Linked DNA regions of Mus musculus: all the other regions are linked to region 2. Evidence: chromatin contacts called from public Hi-C data. All regions are on one chromosome and are shown on one strand. Each heading gives the region's core, a stretch centred on a gene start, on an enhancer-like site or on the middle of the called end of the contact. The rest is flanking DNA. Distances are from core to core; before and after follow the strand shown.

What was found. Hi-C and Micro-C count contacts between places; a contact is called where the count stands out from the background.
Region 1: a contact with region 2 is called in a Hi-C map of adipose-derived mesenchymal stem cells, with 2.2 times the contacts expected there. The contact joins the promoter of Dlc1 here to the enhancer-like site in region 2. A contact is called at or near these places in 2 of 484 Hi-C or Micro-C datasets (adipose-derived mesenchymal stem cells and uterus) and 1 of 9 other capture datasets (adipose tissue).
Region 3: a contact with region 2 is called in a Hi-C map of the N1E-115 cell line, with 2.2 times the contacts expected there. The contact joins two enhancer-like sites. A contact is called at or near these places in 8 of 484 Hi-C or Micro-C datasets (the N1E-115 cell line, adipose-derived mesenchymal stem cells, liver and 4 more), 3 of 115 datasets of contacts at active chromatin or transcription factors (embryonic stem cells, neural progenitor cells and neural tube) and 3 of 9 other capture datasets (adipose tissue, liver and pancreatic islet).

What each region holds. Positions count from the first base shown.
Region 1 is chr8:36,950,625-36,953,746 of GRCm38.p6, reverse strand. Dlc1 (deleted in liver cancer 1) reads left to right here and starts at 1,305. Exons shown (of 18, transcript NM_001194940.2): 1 at 1,305-1,626.
Region 2 is chr8:36,725,823-36,729,179 of GRCm38.p6, reverse strand. All of the region lies in intron 5 of Dlc1 (deleted in liver cancer 1), which reads left to right. Among named protein-coding and RNA genes, the nearest start is that of Dlc1, 220 kb to the left of the region's middle. Within about 2 kb of position 1,364, at least 58 of the 459 cell types and tissues checked have an H3K27ac peak or open chromatin away from gene starts, as enhancers often do. A contact at or near this core is called in the N1E-115 cell line, adipose-derived mesenchymal stem cells and uterus, where this site is marked.
Region 3 is chr8:36,595,439-36,598,876 of GRCm38.p6, reverse strand. All of the region lies in intron 6 of Dlc1 (deleted in liver cancer 1), which reads left to right. Among named protein-coding and RNA genes, the nearest start is that of Trmt9b, 140 kb to the right of the region's middle. Within about 2 kb of position 2,181, at least 12 of the 459 cell types and tissues checked have an H3K27ac peak or open chromatin away from gene starts, as enhancers often do. A contact at or near this core is called in the N1E-115 cell line, where this site is marked.

The sequences.
Region 1 (3,122 bases), core at 56-2,555, 220 kb before region 2:
AATTATTCTTAAATTTTATATTATTGACAAGCTAAAATTGTACAACCCTCACACAGAGTCAATAATTAGATTCATCGAATTCCTAATCATTTTTTAAAGGACTAGTTAAGTCACCTAGAGCTATAGAATGAACTCTTTTAATGTAACTAAAATGAAAGGGAACGATTACTGAGTAGTTTCAACCAAATAAGATAAATGGACAGATGTTGTTTCCCGTTTCTCTGGTGTAAACAAGGAAGCTATCCCACTGGCCTGGCCACAAACCTACATGTCCCAAGGCCACTGTCCGTCTTACCCTTGCACTTTCCCTGAGGGAGAACTCTGGGTCATAAAAGAGACTCTGTATGAATTCTTTCCAGAAATGATTTGAGCTCTGCATTTGTGACATCTTATTATAAGACAAGCTAACATCTATTATTAATTGATGCACTAATTAAAGCCATATTCGCAGTTTCCATTAGCTTATTCCCTAAATTCTCCAGAGTTGGCTGTCTGGTTTTAATCAAAACCAAATGGTAGTCCTAGCTCCCAGGCCGGAGCAGCTAGGAGGAAGTCACGCAGTGGAGGCACAAAAGCAGAAAAGATAAACAGATGAGAGTTCACAAGCTGTCTGGGGAAGGAGGCATACACTCTGCTAGCCACTTTAGAGATGTGATTGAGAGACTCGGCCATGCTGGAGGAAGCATCGCAAGTGTTTTATGTCAGCAGGACTTCTAACTTGATCAAGATGGAGTCTGCCTTCTCCAGCCTTTCCAGCCTTTGCAGCCGTGGTTGTCTGTAACTGGAGGATCCCTTACTGGAGGTAAGGAGGCTTCACGTGCTGTAACACAAACCACTGTGTTCTGTTCAGAATTCTGGGGATGAGAGAGAGAGAAGAAAATTCTCTGTTTCCTCGATTCTCGGAATTTTACTTACAGATTTTTTTTCCTTCCCCAAGTCCAGGATTTAAATTTTGAAGTTATTTTTTAAGGTTCTAAACTTTAGAAGAATTACGGTATTAAAAGGCTCAGACTTCATCTGTCTTAGAAAACTTTTGAAATGAGAATTAGGAGAAGTGTTCTCCATTTAACACAGTAGAAAGTAACACTGTGCAGAGGGGAGAGCTGCACTCTCTTCCTTCCTTGTTTTCCACGAGCCCTGTGGGATAGGAAGGACTCTAGGACTTTCTGACGCTAACTAATCATCTCAAGAGCTTTGACAAACTCACTTTGGTTCTGTGTAAAATCAGAGCTTCAACGCCCAGGCGGCTCTGCTCAGCCCCTCCCCTCCGGCTTCGTGCAGGCTTTCTCACATGCAAACTTCTCGGAGGCAGGAAATACTTTGCAGGCAATCTGGGCCTGCTGGTGGAGGCCCCTCTCTCGCAAAACATCAGTCTGCATTTAGAGGACAGAAGTCACTAGGAACGCCTTGACAGGATCCGGCGTTAGCTGAGGCTCTCTCCAGCTGCAGAGGGGGTTTTTTGTTAGAATCACACACTGCGTTAAGGAGAACTGCTCAGAATAGAGCCGTGACCTCAGCCAGCAATGTGAACTTAGATTTTTTGGAGCCGCTAACCGGGACAGACTCCTCTCCTAGCCTGGCTGGAATAGCATCATGCCTTGGCGGTAACAGCAACTCCTGGTCCAGGTAAGAGGCTGCTGCTGCGACTGTCATGTAGGAGACAGAGCTGGAAAACCTTGCCATCTTCAGCCAGCTGTTGACTGCTTTCAGAGCTGAGCCCTGAAAAGCAGAAGGGGGAAAACTGTGTAGTCAGTAGACAGCGGGGAGTCAAAATCTTTTGAGCAAAATGTCATTTCTAAAATATGTTCCACGTAGCTCGAGTCTCTTTCCCCATGCAGAAATGTTTTCTTCTGATTTCTTTTTATTCTTAACTTACTGACCAATCCATCTGTAACGCGCCGCTGCTGATAGGTGTAGCATATCTGGGGGCCAATGAATCTTCTCAGATTGAAGTGTGAAACTTTAGAAACTCCTTTCTCCTCTCTGTTTTCCCAACAAAAAGAGGACATAACATTATAACGTTTTTTCTTAGTAATGTGCTTTCAAACAATAATCAGCGTCTTACTGAAAACTCTGAAAATCAAATTCTCTAGTATTTCCAGCTAGTTTCAGTCACTTACCCTGTTACTAACACACAACGTAAATTGTTATTTTAAGAGAAGTAATGACATACAAGTTTACAGGTTATTTCTGTCTCTGCACATTTAATTTCAGTTTGGGAACATAAGTGTCAGAATCGGGTTTTGTTAACATTAAACTTGGATTCGCCGCTCAGATCTCATGTTGTATGAACACTCCGTGTTGCTGAAGCAAATCTGTACAATCACATCAGTCATGGGAGAATCTAGCTGACCATTCATTCGTATTTTCTGTCATCGTCAAGTCAAATAGTCACCATGCTTCAGCCTTCTAAATTGTCTTAATGGTTAAATGTGTGGTCCCGGAGTAAATAAATGTAGCAATGGCTGATATAACCCAGAGTTACAATAACAAAGATGATGTTATATTTAGAAGGAAATTATTTTTGGAAAATTGTATGGAATAGTATGCAAAGATATTATGCCTATCTCCAAATCTGTGAACCAAACACAAAATGCAGTAAGTGAAGGATGGATAACAGGTTTGCCAGTAGGATCATAAGAAACCAATAAGGATGTTAATCATAAACTTCTATAAAGGACAAGATGACCATTTGGTGTGTTAGCTAATAGAATTTTTAATTTCTAGCCTAGAGTGATTTATATTGATGCTTTGATGTTGTTGCTAACAATTTAAACTTTGTTAAGCTTTTAAAAATGAGAAAAAGCAGATTTTACTATGTAGGAAGTGAAATTCTGTGGCTTTAGGAGAGCAATTGCCTACTATGTGCAATATAGTCTGAAATATTTTACAAAACGACCAAGTAGAATTTTCCTTTCAGGGAAAGAAAGAGCATTAAAATATCACTCTCTGGTGTTGTCAGGGATCACCAATGAGGAAGCTAAAGAATAGCATTCAAAAGTGTACTGTCCAAGGTCACACAGCTGGCTAGGACACTAGATGACAAGGGAACCATAGTCCCCTGCCTCATGTGTTATGGGCTTTGTACCACAGACCTTACTCTCAAACAATAACTATGCACA
Region 2 (3,357 bases), core at 115-2,614:
AATTATATGATGATTTTAAAATATAGGAACTTAGGTATACAGTTTTTAAAGACCCCAGGGCACGGACTGCTCTGTCCGTGCTAGACTAAGAATTACCCTGTGTGCTGACCTGGTCTAATCTTATCTCTTATCTCTTTGTCACTAACCAGCATAAATAGAAAAACCTAAGAAGCAATGGCTATTGCTAGGTCACCAGCATAGAGCCTGCAACTTTACTGTTAGGTAAGAGAATGACAGTAATGCACAGAGGTGCCCCGGAGTTGGTCACCGAGGTCATAGGAACGTCAGTGGGCAGAAGAATGCCAGCTATGTGTAATCAACAGTGAGCTGCGATCCACAGACCTGCAGAGTAGGGGTGAATAGAGATGTTTTGTGATATATATACAAAAGTGCAGTGTGACATGGAAAAGCACGGTTTTCATTGGCGACACAGTCCCAGGGACATCTAGTAGCTATAGGAGGGAGGCCACCTCATCTATATTGATTATTGTGGAAACTGCTAAAGGGAGCTTAAGACACTCTTAAGCTTGAGTGTATGAGTTCCTACACTGTCCACACACTGTAAACTGCAAGTCTCTGGTGCTTACTCTGGTCTTCAAATGTTGCCAGTAGCTTTTGCTGTGCACCAGCTCTTGACCCAGTGAGGTACCAAGGGTTGTAGTTCCCATGAAGAGCACCCATAAACACCAGCTCCTATCATTGCAATGCCAAGTTCTCATAGAGAGCTGACACAATTCCACAAACCAGACAACTCTAAAGAAAAATAAAATAGACTAAAATTGAAGGTTAAAAAGTTATTAAAAAAAAAGATTGAAAGTAAGATAAATCCAGACTCTGCCTATGTAGTAACTTTCTTCAGCACAGAAACAGAAATTGATAAATTAAAAGGAAATTAGTCATACTCTTTTAAAAGATTTAATAAAGTGAAATAAACACACAGTATAAGCCGTATGCATTGGGGGAAAGGAATGTAATGCCTCTATTAAAGACATACTATCTTGATCGCTAAGGGAGAGTGGAATCTAAATGTCTCAAATACTGAGACACAAGGCAGGGCGCTATTTCCAAAGCTAAGCACCTTAGGAAGAAAAGAGGGTAAGCGACTATAAAGTGAGAAAGTTTAGACAAATCACAATCTAGATGAGCTTCGGCTGACATAAAGCAAACCATTTAAGGATATGCATCGAACCAGATCTCTGGGATATTGTATTGTATGTTTACTCTCTTATGTCTTCTGGGAAATAGATATCTGTGTTTCAAATGACCGGGTCTGTAATAAGCCAGCAACGTTAAGTGTCTGGCCTGCTTTGCAGGATACTTGCTCTCAAGGATGCTGGCACCACTCCAACGAAGGGCAACCACAAACATTGACTCTGTGAACTGCTTTGTGCTCCCTGCGTTCACAGCGAAAAGCAAGTAAGGGCACATGGAATGCCTTTTAACCAGGAGTGAGGTATGCCTGCAAATATGCAGTAAACAGAGACAGCTTCACTCTAGATTTTTAAAGGGAGACAGCCATGGGGGATGCTTGTGATGTGAGTGAGCGTATAGCTGCAGAGTTTACTGTCTTTGATAAGGAGAGAATGAGTCAGTGAGTGTCACGGCCATCTTTGAGGAGAAAGGATGAGACATAGAGAGACTGAGATTGCAGCTGGGCCTCAGCCTGCCTGAGACTAGATAGGCAACCTCTGCACATGGTTTATTACATAGAGGTGAATGTGGAGAAGGATTTAGCTAGTCTCGGGGGGGGGTGAGCCTCAGACTAAAGTTATCCTAGAGAAGATGCTGTGCTTGATCGTTCCTGCACACACACTCAACACTGACACCCGGACCAGAGGAAGGCTTTGCCTTTTGTAGGTCTGAGGCTTCGGGGTCCTTGTTATAGCTGTCTTCATTATCAACAATACACATTCACTAAGGACTTCATCCACTCCTGACCCAGTCACTCACCACGTCCTCTACTCCACAGCCCAGCATAAATACAAAAGTTAAATAATTCCAGTTTGAGCTGCTCTAAGGATCCTTTTCAGGCCAGAGCCCTTCATGAGCAGAACTTAGCCTATAGAGAAGAATAAATATGAGATCTATCGGGTTCATCCATGGAACCCAGAGAAATCCTCTCTACAGTTCCAGGTCAGGCCTAGTAGTATATCTCTCCTAGTAACTGGCATTTCTCCTCTTTGTAGAACAAAAATACTTACTTCCCAGATGCTAGGTCATATCTTTAATCCTCTCCCCCCCCCTCTCTCTTTCTGTTTAATGAGATGTTGGCCTCTTTTCCAAGTTAAGTGAACAGAATGTCAACTACATCATCACCTAAAACAGGAGGCTCCTGGCTGGTTTAGAAATCAGAATGAACTAAAATTAGAAGTTATGCTTTTAATATTTCAGTTTGCATACACAATTACGTTCAGGCTTCAGCACATAGGAGCAGGACTGAAGCGGTTTGTTTTGAGGGATTTGGGATTTGGGGGCGCACGGGACTTCTAAAAGTCCAAAGTGGAAGGCAAGATACTTTTTTTTTCCATTTTTGCCCAGTAATAACTTCCAAAGTACATTTATGATTTGAGTTTTTTAAGAGAAAAGAAAAAGAGTGCTAAATATATTATACTTAAAACATGGCATTATTTTGCTTAGTCCTTTCTAGGTGTGGTGTTTGGCTTCTTGATTCTATAGTTGTCAACTTGACGAAATCTAGAGTCACTGAGGAAGAGTCTCAATGAGGGATTATAAACATTGGGTTGGACTGTGAGGCTGTCTTAATTAGGTAACCTATGTGGACATTCTGTCCTGCTGTGAGTAGCGCCATTCCCTAGGCAGAGGGTCCTGAACTAAGGGTGGAGAATTTGAGCAAGCATGAACAAATGAACACGTGTCCATTTTTTCTCTTTGATAGTGACTATGGAGGTGATATGATTAGCTATTTGTAGTTCCTGACTTCACTTTATTACAATTATTGATCTGAGTAGTCTGACTACAAGTTATCTATTCAGTGCAGGTATTCCTGTTATCAATGCAAAAATTACCAAAGGATAGAGGAATTTTTGCTGATATTACTGTCATGAATTTTCCCAATTAAGACATATCTTGATGCTGAAAAGTTGTTCAAATGTTGTGTCTTACTTTATATTAGAGACAATTTTACTCGTGTATTCCAAGCAATGTTATTAATTAATATTTCTCAATATCACTTTGTAGATAGGGTAAAGGATGCAAATAACAGAAAATAATGCCATCTTCCTGGTGAGTTATTGGCTATTAATGGATGCCTGGGGGAAGGAACATTGTCTTCACCCACTGGCGAGCACGCTAGGCTCCAATGGATTGGTCCACACCTATGATCATGCACGCAGCCCT
Region 3 (3,438 bases), core at 932-3,431, 130 kb after region 2:
TCTTATAAACTTTTACTTCTGAACATTGGTTGGGGCTATGCTTTGTTACAGGTGCAGAATAATTTAGCTTGCACACAACCGAGAAATAAGGACTCTGGTTAATGAAGGGTCGACCCCATACTCTGTTTTGTAATACACAATTTCCCCCACAGCCTATGTGTTAGCTTTCACTCCTGCCAGTAAAGCAAAGACGCTGTGTGTTCACATGTACTCGGACTTTAGATTTTACCATTCAGATGAATTAAAAAAAGAGATCTATGGATTATCACTCCATTTTCTTAATCATTAACAGTAATGAGCAGCTTTTTGTGTCATTAGGCTATGTATTTCAGTGTCTGTGTGTGTGTGTGTGTGTGTCTGTCTTTCTGTCTGTCTATGTGTGTGTTTAATCAGCAAGGCCAATTGTTCTCCAAAGTTAGCTATGCCTTTAAAAATGTTTATCCAATCACGTTGGCAAGAGATTCTGAAGAAGATGGGGGACATTGAACTCTGGCCTCCCTATGCATATGCAGATCTGTGCAGGAGCACCCCACCCAAACACACACGTTGCACATGCATTCATACACATACCAAGACAGGAAAATTAAAATTTAAAAGACCACCGTACAAATTTGCTCTCTTCGTCACTGTGATAAACAATATGACCAAAAACGACTGGCAGAGACAAACGTTCATTTCATCTTACAGTTTATAGGCCATCACCAAGATTAGGGCTGGAACTCAAGGCAGGAACCTGTGTGGAGGAACTGAAGCAGAGGACATGGAGGAGTGCTGCTTACTGGCTTGCTTTCTTGTGGTACCCAGGACAACCTGTCCAAGTGGCCCCGCCCACCCCCACCCCACCCCCACACTTGCCTGCAGGCCAGTCTGACAGAGGCATTTTCTCAGTTGTGGTTCTCTCAGATGACCCTGGCTTGTGTCAAGTTGACAGGACACTAGGACACTCATCCTCTGGGTCTCTGGGTCTGTAGGCTGATGTGTACAGTGCATCCACTGAGATGTAGGAGCTGTTCCTTTGAATGGGAAACCTAGTATCCGTGCATGAAATTGTTTTATAATAATTACAGCTTTAAAGTAGTGAACTTCGTTTTATGGATTGGAAATTTTCAATTTTTATTATTTTTATTAAAATGTTTATAGAATATATTTTGATCATGGTTTCCTTTCCTCCAGATCCTCCCAGATCCTCCCCACCTCCCCACCTCCCTACCCACCCAACTTCATAACTTCATATTCTCTCTCTCTCTCTCTCTCTCTCTTTCTCTCTCTCTCTGTATGCCTGTCTGTCTGTCTCTGTCTGTCTTTCTTTCTCTCTCTCTCTCTTTTTCTGTGTGTGTGTCTATCTGTCTCTCTCTCTTTCTCTGTGTGTATGCCTGTCTGTCTGTCTCTGTCTGTCTTTCTTTCTCTCTCTTTTTCTGTGTGTGTGTGTCTATCTGTCTCTCTCTTTCTCTGTGTGTATGCCTGTCTGTCTCTGTCTTTCTTTCTCTCTCTCTCTCTTTTTCTGTCTCTCTCTCTCTCTCTCTCTCTCTCTCTCTCTCTCTCTCTCCTGATACAGCTAAACTCTTTCTCCCTCCTCTTCTGTAGGGCTCCCTGAGCCCCGAGGGGAGAGATTTGATGAAGACATGCCATTTAAGGCTGAGCTCCAAGGTTTCTCACTCTGCGTAATGTTTATCTGTGAGTCTCTGTTTGTTCCCTTTTGCTGCAGAATGAAGCTTCTCCCATGATCTCTAAGAAAGGCACTGATCTATGAGTAGAGATAAAAATATCATTAGAAGTCTTTTTTTATTATTATTATTTTAAGATCAGTAGTATTTGCTTTTACCCAAGGTCCCTGGGCTCTCTAGTCTCAGATTATTGGTCATCCAAACAGGGTCAGGCATGTGTTCCATCTCATGGAGTAGGCCTTAAGTCAAATCAGATATTGGCTGGTGATTCCCACAAGCTATGAGCCGCCATTGCCCTAGAGTGTATCTTGCAGGCAGGACACCACTGCAAGTCAAAGGGTTTGTGGCTGGACAGGCATTTACTGTCCTCTTTTGGCAGGGTACAGAGTACCTTTTTATACCAAAGACACTAAAACATACGGGTGACTCTTGATTTTGACATCCTGGAGTAGCTTACTGTCCCTCAATTTCACAGCCTATCTGAAATTTCTCATCATCCCATTATTTGATGTTTAACACTCTCCTTAATGTGGTGGAGTTTCTTGCCTTCAGACAGAACTCCTGACCTGCTAAAAGGGCGTTGGAGATGGAAGCTGCAACAGGACTTGTGACTTTTCTAATTTACAGCTCTCCTAGAGATAAAGCTAATTGGATTTGCAGCGGTGGGCTTTTGTTTTCCTCTTTAAGAACTCCATTTCCTACAGTTATGTCCGTTTGGGGTGCTGATGTGCTACTGGGTGGCACCTTCTTGTGCCTGTTGGTTTTGGTAAATCCAATTTCCAGCCCCTTTCTTACTCCATTCTCCCGGTTTGGTACCTGGGGACCTGCCCACGTCAACTAAAGCATAAGCTGACTCTGAAGTGCGCCCTGCTGAGATCTAGGCAGTCATTTCCCACCTCGTCCTGCCCGTGCCAGGTTAACAAGCCATACGCATACATTCGGAGGGTAGCAGCCCACAGGTCCATTTGGAACCTGGATATTTGTACTTCCTGCCTCTAAACCCAACCCGGAAGTTGGGTTCAGACTGTACTTCTGTCGTCAGCAAAACTATCGTCTTTTAAGAACCAGTTCCTTCAGAAAACCTTCGAGCAAATAAGAGAAAATTGAGTTCTTGGATTCCTCCTCCAAGCCATCACTGGATGTTTTTAGAAGACAGAACTGTTCATTTGGATCAGAAAAGTGACCTTAAAGGAAGTTAGAACTGACTAAAATAGCTTGGTTGCTTTTCCACGTAGGCGTAACAGACAGAAATAATACTTTGCATTCACATTTCTAAGTTTCATATTATATATTTCCTACAGATACATTCTCTGATTTGGGCTTATTGTTTAGTAAACTCTGAGTCCCCCAAAGGCTGGGCTATGTGGTCTGGGTTCTGTTTAGTAATTCGCATTCATATTCATGGTTAGTCTTCACTGTGTGGTCATCCCTCTGTCTACCGATGAAGAAGTATAAGCTTGGAATACCATGGTCCATGCACATCTTTGTTAGTCACTGAGCTGAAACTGTGTGCTGGGTCAGCATATATTATTCATCAGGGTAAGAGTAATCTAACCCTTGCCTCCGGAAGAAAATACTAATGCTGAGATAGCGTTCCCAGTTGTTTTTGAAAAGCTGCTGTAAATGTTATCCCTAAAAAAGGGATGCCTTAGGAATTAGGAATTCTGTGTCATTGTGTAAAACCAGTGATTATGAGTTAGAAAATGTTGAAGTCAATCTCTCACCTCGGGAACAAGGGCATAACTAGTTAGCTATAACTCCCCACCCTCACCAG